2 separate regions of the Mus musculus genome follow, and region 1 is linked to region 2. The links are chromatin contacts, called in public capture Hi-C maps. All regions are on one chromosome and are shown on one strand. The core of a region is the stretch at or near the end of the contact, and the rest is flanking DNA. Distances in the headings are between cores, read along the strand shown.

The links. Capture Hi-C pulls out chosen DNA fragments and counts their contacts.
Region 1: a contact with region 2 is called in a capture Hi-C map of embryonic stem cells, with 4 times the contacts expected there. The contact joins the promoter of Glyr1 here to the promoter of Dnase1 in region 2. A contact is called at or near these places in 1 of 39 promoter capture datasets (liver), 1 of 484 Hi-C or Micro-C datasets (embryonic stem cells) and 1 of 9 other capture datasets (embryonic stem cells).

Annotation. Positions count from the first base shown.
Region 1 is chr16:5,047,344-5,052,716 of GRCm38.p6, reverse strand. It overlaps Glyr1 (glyoxylate reductase 1 homolog (Arabidopsis)), which reads left to right and starts at 2,807. Exons shown (of 16, transcript NM_001079814.1): 1 at 2,807-2,911; 2 at 3,931-3,967; 3 at 4,904-4,983. The coding sequence starts at 2,874. Ubn1 (ubinuclein 1) reads right to left here and starts at 2,660. Exons shown (of 19, transcript NM_026666.4): 1 at 1,936-2,660.
Region 2 is chr16:4,033,374-4,038,477 of GRCm38.p6, reverse strand. It overlaps Dnase1 (deoxyribonuclease I), which reads right to left and starts at 1,442. Exons shown (of 10, transcript NM_001357143.1): 1 at 1,304-1,442; 2 at 1,044-1,170; 3 at 781-928; 4 at 436-524; 5 at 208-291. The coding sequence starts at 927.

The sequences.
Region 1 (5,373 bases), core at 1,558-4,057, 1.0 Mb before region 2:
ATGTGAGTGTGGGTGAGTGTGTGTGTATGTGTGTGTGTGAAAACTTATAGGAGTTAATTCTTTCATTTCATCATGTGGGTTCCAGAGATTGAACATAGGTCTTCAGGCTTGGAGGCAGACACCCTTACCTGTTGAGCCATCTTACAGACCCTCACATAATTTTTTGTCCCATAAATTCTTAAATTTGTAAATAAAACACTAATGAAAACTTACAAGTTTTAAAAATAGCAAAGAATGGGGACTGGAGAGATGGCTCAGTGGTTAAGAGCACTGACTCTTCTTCCTGAAGTCCTGAGTTCAATTCCCAGCAATCACATGGTAGCTCACAACCATCTGTAATGGGATCCAATGCCCTCTTCTGGTGTGTCTGAAGACAGCTACAGTGTACTCATATACGTAAAATAAATAAAATCTTAAAAAACAAAAACAAAAACACTAAGATTGAGCTGGGGATGTCACTCAGCAAAGTGCTTTCCTTGCACACTGGAGGCCCTGATTCAATTAAATCACACACTGGGATTAAATTAAAATGAGAATGGTAATATATAGCTGTAATAGAAGCACTGTGAAGGAAGAGGCAGGAGGATCCTAAGTTTAAAGTCACTCTTGGACAAGGAGAAGGAGGCTTGGATTGCATGAGAGCTTATCTCCAACTAAAATACAAAAAGGAAAAAAAAAACAAACCACAAAGTAGGGTTTAAATACTCCGAATGACTTGAATATTAGTATGCCACACAGGAAAAAATTCTTCTCTTTAAAAAGCAAATTATGGGATTATGGGTTTGTGGTGGTGGACAGATCTTTAGTCCCAGCACTAAGATGGAACCCAGCCTGATCCACAAGGAGCTCCAAGACAGCCAGGGCTACACACAGAAAGTCTTGAAAAACAAAACAAAACAAAACAAAACAAAAAACATATTATGCAAAAGCCTATTTCCAGGTATTCCTAGGGACTGTTTTATGTTTTTGTTATCATAAATACATTCTTTTTAACTAATTTACTTTTGAACTGACTACCAAAAAAAAAACAGAAAAACTTGTATGCTAATTTTTTCATTAATTTCTTTCCCTATTTAATGGCTTTCCCTTTTTATTTTGAAAGGCAAAGTCCTACAAAAATGACAGGTTATTTTATATTTATTTTTGTTTCCTGTCTTCTTTCATTCTTTTGTTTGTTTGTTTGCTTGAGACAGGGTTCCTCTGTGTAGCCCTGGCTGTCCTGGAACCTCACTCTGTAGACCAGGCTGGCCTCGAACTCAGAAATCCACCTTCCTCTGCCTCCTGAGTGCATGTGCCACCACTACTCGGCTCCTGTCTTATTTCATTAACTAGAATTACAGGACATTAGACAATGTATCCTTTGTTCTATTCCTGACTTTGATGGGATTGTTTCTAAATTTAGTTGTAAAGATTTACATTTAAAGACAAGTCATTACAATATTCTTAAATTCCTGGAAAACTCTAATTTCTAAATTAAGAACATTTGTCAAATTTTATGAAATCTTAAATACACTTTAAATGGTCAGTTCGTGTTTAATTAACACACAATGTAAATGACAGTCCTTGAAAAATGTGGTACTTCTTCCAAAGAAAAAACAAGCTGGGGTCAACCACCCAGCTTCTCCACCACACCATCTCTCAGAGCAATTGACAACCAAAGCCTCTACAAGGACACTGCTTTGGGGAAAGGGGCGTGAACCCGTCACCTTCCGAGCAGGCGTTGACTTCAGAAAGTACAGCTGTAAGTTAAGTCCACCCTGACACAGACTCCTGCCGCCTTTTCTTGGGTGTGAGACTTTTCTTGCTCAAAGTCGAGCTTCAACTCGGTCTACGGAACTTAGGGCAGCCGCCCTGCCCCTCGGCAGGTACCAGTTCCCATTACTGTCACCTGTCTTCCAGCTGTCAAAACTTCTTGCAAAGTGTCACACTACTTACGAAGGCTAACGCGGGAGGCTGGACCAGACCGCGGCGCTCACCGTTGTCCCCAGAGCCGACGCGGGCCGTAGACGTCCCCCCGTGGTGGTCCTCATGCCGGCCCGGGACCCTCGGGTTGCGGCGCGGCTCAGCGGCCCGCTCCCGAGCGCTGCAGGCGGGCGCGCGGAGGGCCCGCGCCGCGGCCCATGGCCGGCTCCCCAGCCCGCGGGAAGGAAGCCTCTCGACAAACTGCCGCTTTCTCTTGTCAGCCAGCGGGGGGAGCCGAGATATGCCAAGTCCACGTCCAAGAAAACAAGTCGGGCGACGCCGAGGACGCTTGGCGGGGACGCCGCTCCGGAAGCCGACTGTCGAGCTGGGCGCTCCTCAGCAGTCTGGAGCTCCCGCCCCGAGCGCGGGCTCGCGGGCAACCGGGGCCTCTTCTGCCCCGGGCTGGGACCGAGACTGGCTTCCAGGCCGCGCCAGGGTCAGTCAGGGCAGCAACCGGACTCCAACACCTATCCGCCCGGGACCTCAGGCTCGGCAACGGCCCGGGGCCCGCGCCTGCCTAACAGCCGTAACGGAAGCAGCGGGAAAGACTGGAAATGAGTCTAGAGTCCCGGAAGCGAGCGGGCAGCACAGTCGGCTCCCTTTCGCGCTAGTCCGGCCGCGCCGCCTCCGCCGCCGCTGCTTTGGACCGCGGATGCTTCGTTGTCACGAGCCGGAGGGGAGGGGGGAGGCGGGAGCTTGGAGTCTCTGGGCTTCGACGCGCTGAGAGCGCGGCGCTCAAGTCACGTGCCTCCAAGCAGTCCAATGGACGGCCGCGGCGCGGTGACGTCAGCGCATCCGCTAGGCGGATGACAGCAAACACCCGTCACGTGGTCAGGCCAACTCCAATGGGCGGTGCCGCGGCGACCTGAAGTTCCCGGCTGCCCGTGCGGCGGCGGTGGTTGGGTGGTAAGATGGCGGCTGTGAGTCTGCGGCTCGGCGACTTGGTGTGGTGAGTCCTGGCGACCAGCGCTGAACGAAAGACGGCGCGAAGCTGCTTTTCCTGGTCGCAGGGTTGCCAGCTGGCCCAGGAGTAGTTTTATTATGCACTCCGGACGGCGGAGAGTGGGGAAGAGGAGGTGCCGCCGCGGTGTGAACGACGCTTGAGCGGAAGAGGCTGTCCGGTCCCCGGGGGACCGAGGCCGAGAGGGGCCGCGGCGGTCCCTGCTCTGAACCCTGAGGCCATCCCAGGGGAGGGTTACGGCTCTAGAACTCTGGCTCCAGCTGCCACTGCAGAGAACTCTGGCGTGGCGTGGAGTCCCAGGGTCTCTCCGGACCTCCTCTCAAAGCAGGAGAGGATACCTTGCTAGAGACAGAGCCGTCCATACCCGCGTTCGGTTGGGACAGACGTGGGCTCGAGGCTTGGTTCCAGGTGGCGAAATCCGACTGCCCGGCGCTGCCCCATGAAGAAACCGAGGGGAGGGTGACTTCTCCTTTGCAAATGATGGCTAGGCGGTGATCCAGTGCCTCTCGTTCTGTTCCTTGTGTCCCCTGCAACAGCCAAAACCAAGAGTGACCATTGTCTCCTTGGAACTGCGTAGTTTCCCTACCTAGAGGAAGGTTTCCATGATCATTTGTCAAAGGAAAGCCGATCATGGGGTGAATTAAATCAGTCTTAGGGAAGTCTGTGTTTACAGAGAGAAGTTTCCAACACTCTCCCAGGGAGGTACCAGACCAGTGACGTCCTGATGGTTTTGTTTTTCTATGTTCCTTCTCGGGAAGAGTGCACAGATCTCAGGCACACACACACACACACACACACACACACACATATATATATATATACAGTTTTGTATGTAATATGTGAGGGCCCTGAGCCCAGCTGTGAAAGACCCATCTGGTTTGCCTGCTTTTGTTCTGGCCCTTTTGTTCAGCCTAGAGTTAGAAGCATAGATTGCTTGTTGAGTGGGCTGAAGGAGATGGACTGGCTTTTCCAGGGCAAGTTCTGACTGTTTGTATTATTTTCTCTAGGGGGAAACTGGGCCGGTATCCTCCCTGGCCAGGAAAGGTGAGTGCATTGTTGGTTTTAAAAGAAGGTAGTTGAAGCTAAGGGAGAGGGTTAACATGTTGAATTTCCTCCATTCTCTAACACTGACTTAAAATGGGCTCATTTTGATAAAATGTAGTGTTTTGCCTCCAGTTATCAGTCGGTTTTGAAAGTTATAGCATAAACCAGAGTGTTTAAATATGAGGTAATCACTTCAGTCAGAGGGCTTGTGAAATTGGTTGGTTTTTTATCTTGGAAATCAATTGTAATCAAAATGTAGCATGCTAAAATCTAAGGATGAAGAAACAGATTCTCCAGGAAGAGGGAAGTCTAAATGTAGGTTAGTGAAAAGCTAAAGTATTTTTGTCCCAACTAAGTTTAAATCTTCTTCCCCTGTTACCATATGTGCTGCTCCAGTGCATCTCTGCAGAAGATGGCATTCCAGATTTTTCAAGAGGTGGTCCATCATAGCTTTCCAAATGTTCTGGCTTTTTAGTCTTGCTAGGAATCCAGGAAATGTCTGAAGACTCTTTGCAATATGGTATTTCCTGTGCCTTGGTGGTCCCCTATTTTCACTGCTTCCTGTCTTAACTCTTGCTACCCACAACAAAAGTATTTTAAAGAATATTTTCTGTTTCTTCATTAATCACATCACATGGAGGGAGGGGTGATGTTGCTGTTAGTTTTAACTGTTTCTATGCCACGAGTCATTGCAATAAGACTATCTGTTGGACAATATACTACCTGTTGGCTATGGAGAATTTAAAGAATATTTACATATTTCTTCATATCACAATAGCAAAGTCCCATCTATGGGACAAGTATAGAGCCCTGGTTTGCTTTTGGACATTGTCCTTTCTCAGATCTTGGGCTTTCCAGCCTCACTGGAGCCATGGGGAGTTACTTTCCCAGTAGCCTTCTGGTTCGCCTCATACCTTTTCTCTTTCTCTCCTTCAGATTGTTAATCCACCCAAGGACTTAAAGAAACCACGTGGAAAGAAATGCTTCTTTGTGAAGTTTTTTGGAACAGAAGATCAGTGAGTAGTCCTCCCTGAGAGCTTCATGTTGCTTTTGGGTGTTCCCCTGAGTCTGAACTGCTCTATGAGTATCTAAGGCTTGCTGCAGTGTGAAAAATGGTTCCTCACTCTGGCTTTACGCTTAAATAAAAGGTGGTGTTCTTATCTAGCAAAAAATTATTCTGAGGCTAATGATGATTTCCTTCAGGTAAGAACCAGCGTTCATAACTCTACATGTGGTAGGCATGCTGTTTATATCACGTGCGCTCATGTGTTCTCTCTCTCTCTCTCTCAGCAATTTTTACAAATGTTCTGTGGCCTTGGGGATAGAACACGGAGCCTTGCCCATTTTAGAAAAGCCATTGACCACTGAGCTACATGCCCAGCTGATTTTGTTTTAATGACCATGTA
Region 2 (5,104 bases), core at 193-2,692:
GAGAGCTACCTGAGTAGATGGATACCCACCCAGCCAGAACCTTATCCTGAAGTCCTGTAATATACATTGCTACCCCTACTCTATAAGGACCTCCCAAGTAAAAGAGGGTCACCTGGCCCTCCAAACCACTCTCATCCTCTTTGGCACAGCTTTGAGGCCTGCACATCCCTGAGTTTATTCTCAGGCTTTGGCAGCATAGGGCTTTACCTGTACACAAAAAGGTACTGTTCCTTGTAGCTTTTGCGGCCCAGCGGCTCACTGACTACATAGCGGTAGGTGTCAGGTTTGTCCCTGGATAAAGGAAACCAAAGGTACTTTTTCACCATAGAGGGAGCCTCCTGGCATCTGATAGCAGGGCTCCAACAATAGAGCACAGAGGGCGTGAGACTGTAAATGGTTGTCATTATACTCTAGGACTCCAGTACTGTCACCCACCGATTGAGTTCATCCAGGAGCTTCCCAACAGCAACCAGGTGGGAGTCTCTGACCTCTTGGATAACAGCGATGTCATAGCGACTCAGGATCTGCGGGTAACAGGCTGGGTAGGCAGGGCTGGATCAGCAGCTCAAGACCTCAGACTTTGTCCCTCCCAGGAACCTCAGAGAGCCAGAGCTGCAGCTGCTGCTCTTCCTTCCACACAGCTCTCCTGCCAGCCATGGACGGTGTGGACCGTAATCTGGGCTGACATCCACCCAGCTATGGTAAGGCCTCAGGTTCACTGTGGTCTCTAGCTTCCCTGATAGCACGCCTGCTCTCAGACTCTGGCCACAGTGGACTTACTTTCACAAAGTATACAGAGAGGGTAGCATTGGACATCTTAGTCTCCCCAAAAGTCCGAATGTTGAAGGCTGCAATTCTCAGAGTCCCAGCCAGCTGCAGCAGGTTGACCAAGGTGAGCAGTGTTCCCATTAGCCCTGTGTACCGCATCCTGTGAGATTGAATGGTCAGGACAAAGAAGCAGTGAAGCTCCCATCCCCATCAAAGACTAAAGCCTAGCTTGTGCTGAGCCAGTGGGAGGCCCTCAGTCCTTCCCCTGTACTTACCTGAAAGCCAATCTGAGACGGCTGCAGCAGTCAGAACAGACCTGCTCTGTATGATGAGCCCCCGAGTCTGCACTGGAACTGGATGAACAAGGTGAGTTCACTCAACACCTGACACTCACAGAGATGTCTACAGAGATGATGAGAATTCTGATACTAACCTGGAAAATTCTGATATATATTTCTTCTTTTGCTTTTAAAGGAAGATTCTTTTTACAAAATGTATAAAGGAAAAAACCAAAAAGCAGTGTGGAATTACAGACCTGCTAGCTCTCAGGGTCGCTGTCCAGGCAATGCCAACCTGCCTTGCTCTGCCAGTTTTAAAGGTTCAGGCAGTATTGACCTCCCCAGGGCGCATGTGTACCCTTCACCCAAGAGCACAGAACAATAGGGCTGCCTGTGTGGCCATCCCATTGGGCCCTGGGCAGGCTGATAGCACGTGCTGACATCAACAGACAAGGTGCCTCTTACTGTAAAAACAGTCTGATAACGTGTTTGTGCATGGTTATAAAACCTTGTGTCCTTTGCCCATCCTGCCCTCACTACCAGGGGTGGGTCGTAGGAATTGGAGGCAGGGCTGGCTGCATTAGCTCATCTACTTATGTCTGGTCTAGGGGGTTAATGTCACCTTGTAGCCAAAAGCAAATTTCAGACACTGACATGTTCACCATGGACTCTCAAGACAGCTGCTCTGCTCTGTGGTTAAGGAACCCCCACCTCCAAAGTCATTGAGATGCTAGAGGCTCCAGGTGGGAAATGCTGGGCGATAGAAATTCTTCCTGAGGAAACAAGGAGCTCAAGGGATCCCCAAGTATCTACATCACAAGACAGAGTAACTCAGGGGTGGGTCTTGCCATTTTTTTCAATCCTTGATAGTTCATTTGTGTTTATCCCCTAGGGCTCTTTAACAAGCTACCACAATTTCCTGAAAGCTGTGTAGTCAGAGGTTCAAAACCCAGGTGTGTGCAAGGGCCATATGCACCCCACTCTAGGGGAAGACTCTTGGGGCAGCTCTCCCTTTCTCTGATGATGGAACTGCATTATGTTCCTCTTGGATGTGGACAGGATAATGTCCCATCTCACCCTAGTCCTATCCTTCCTTGGTCCTCTCCCCTAAACTGCACATGGAGGCCAGAGGTTGATACACGTATCTTCCTCTATCACTCTCTACCTTAGTTTTTGAGACAGGGTTTCTCACTAAATCTAGAGCTCAGCAAATTGGCCAGATGGACTGGCCAGCAAGGCCCCGAATCACCCTGTGTCTGCCTCCTAGTGCTGGGATTACAAGCTCCTGCTGTCATACTAGTCTTAAACGAGAGCTGCAGATCTGACTCCAGCCCTTACACTTCTAGTGAACACTTTACCAACTGAGCCATCTTCCCAGTTCCCACAAAGTTCTCTTTTGCCAAGTATTAGGGTGTGGACATCTTTTGGGGTACCATTTATCCCTCCATCAGAAGCTCTATGCTGAAGGGATTTTGGCTTTCCAAGGACAACACAAACATGTTCTAGAGACTGAACCTTCCTGATGAAGGAAGAGCTTTTATGCCCAGAGAGAATTGGAAGTAGCAAATAGAACAGGCAGCTACAAGAGGTTGGATATATCCAGAAGCAGGACAGCCTAGAGGTCAGGAGTCGGAAAGAGGCCAAGGTCAGCAAAGTACCTGCCAGCTGGCCAAGGCACCTGTTATGCAGGACTAGAAAAAATTAACATAGCATACGAAAAGTAAAGACACCTTGGGGAAGACAGTGTCACAGTGGCACTGGAGCACATCTCCTGTGTGTCTCACATGCACAAGTCAGAGATCCAATCACCCACCTGCCTCTCCAGCTACCAGAAACCCCATCTTCATATTCTGATCCTCCTGCCTCCACCTTGCACGTTCTGGAATTTTGTGCAGAGTTTACAGGCTAGTTGTTAGGTGCTTGGCAGCAAACCACTCCAGCCCCATGTAAGTCTTTTCAGAGCTCTGCATGACCATGCTTCAGCTGAGGTTGTGATAGACGGGAGTGTGTCAGTGCTCGCCCAGTTCTCACCCACCCAGCAAGTAGCTGGGGCACCTGGTGGCTGAGCACAACTCATATTTTTCTACCTTGGTCACACATTTGAGAGGTTGTGGTAGGAATGGGAGCAGACCAATGTGCAAAGAAAGGTGGCTGACACCAGGCAGCTAGACACAGAAGCATCAGTAAGATCTGACACGAATGACTTTGGCAGAGGGCCCCACTCCTCTGTTTCTCAGCATCTGGTAGCTAAGGGTACTGGCAAGCCTGCCATTAACTCCCTGCTCCTGGGAGCTCCTAGGTACCCCTACTTTCCTTCCAGCCAACAGAAAGGTTAGGGCTTAGGTCTTCCTTCGGCAGCAGCTGGGTCCTGAGCCCCAGTTGCACATGGTGGCCCCTCACCTGGGCTCCCTGGGAGACACCCAGCTAGGTTACATTCATTTGGAGTAAGGATTCTTGTCCTGCTCTGTGGTTGGAAGATCAGTGGACACAGGACTTGCAAGTCTAAATAGAGTTTACTCCTCTTAGAAGGAAAGCCTCTGGATGCTACACAGCCTCCCCTTTCTCTCTTGTTTTCCTTTTCTTCTTGTGTCAGCTACTGCTGCGCAGTCAGTGGCCTCCAAGCTCAGTGTGCAGAGCAAGTCATTCTTTTCTGTGTATAGCCAGGAGGGGTGTCTTATCCCTGAACTGCACTAGGACAAAAAGGGGGAAGTGGAAACCCCACTAGAGAAACAGTGATGTGATGCTCTTACATCTAGATGCTGTCTCTACCATGCCGAACATCAACAGTAGGACCAGGAGCACACTCTGGAGGTACAAGAACCAGGAAGGTAGAAGCAGCTGAGTGCTTCTGGAGTTTTCAGTCAGATCAACAAGGAAGTATGTGCTGACAGCCAGTGACCATAAGGAACACTGGCCACTTTTACGGATCAGGTGAGCTTTTTAAAGGTCAGCTCTGATTATTTACAATGTTCTCTTTAAATTGCTCTTGTCACAGATACCAAATGGGGAAGTAACGAATAGCAATAGATTATTAAAGTGTGAGCCAAGTCAAAGGATATGGAAGAAAATCCTCTTAAGGACTGTGACCAAAACAAGTGATCCCAGTGGGGCAGGTCATGGTAGGGCAGGCCACGGTGGGGCAGGCCACAGCCGGTGCTTCACTGCCCTCACACAAAGAAGGAGCACAAAGTAACTCAGCGAGTGGTGAAGTACGCATGTCTGCATGTCAGACACAACATGACTGCGTTATCTCTTTCTATAGTATTCTGTATCTTATCTGTGTGGCCACTGCTGTGGCAGCTTCTGAGAAAACATTACTGTGAAATTTGATGTAGACCAAGGCAAGGATGGCAGTTTCAAAGTCTCTTGCAAGTGAACATATCCCAGGAATAATTATGGTTAAAAATGAAGTTTTTCTTTAGATTTTACATGTGGGTCAGTGAGATGGGTCAGTGGTTAAGTGCTGTTGCCCTGATGACCTGAGCTTAGTCCTTAGGCTCCAAGCGGTGGAGAGAGCCACGCCTTTAAGTTGTCCTTTGACACGCATGCTTTGGCACACCCATGCACATAGTAAATGCATACAAAATTTAAAATATGCATGGTGGTGCACACCTTTAATCTCAGCATTCAGAAGGCAGAGGTAGGAATTCCTCTGAGTTTCAAACCAGCTTAGGCTATATAGTTTCATGACATACAGAGTTACATAGTGAGACCCTGTCTTGACACACACAAAAAAAATAAAAAACAACAAAAACTCAGACAGGCAGTCGTGGTGCACTCCTTTAATCCCAGCGCTTGGGAGGCAAAGGAAAGTGGATCTCTATAAGTTTGAGACCAGACTGACCTACAGAGTGAGTTTCAGGTGTCCAGGGCTACACAGGGAAACCATGTCTCAAAAAAAGCAAACAAAATGAAGCAATAATAGTAATGTATGTGTGCTAACTTTTTCAAATGTCTACTATAAATTGTAAGGCCATAAATCCTGATTGGGTTCGCCCAGCTAATAGACATCCATCTGTGGGTGATTTCCTGTGGGTGACTTACTACCAACCTTCGCT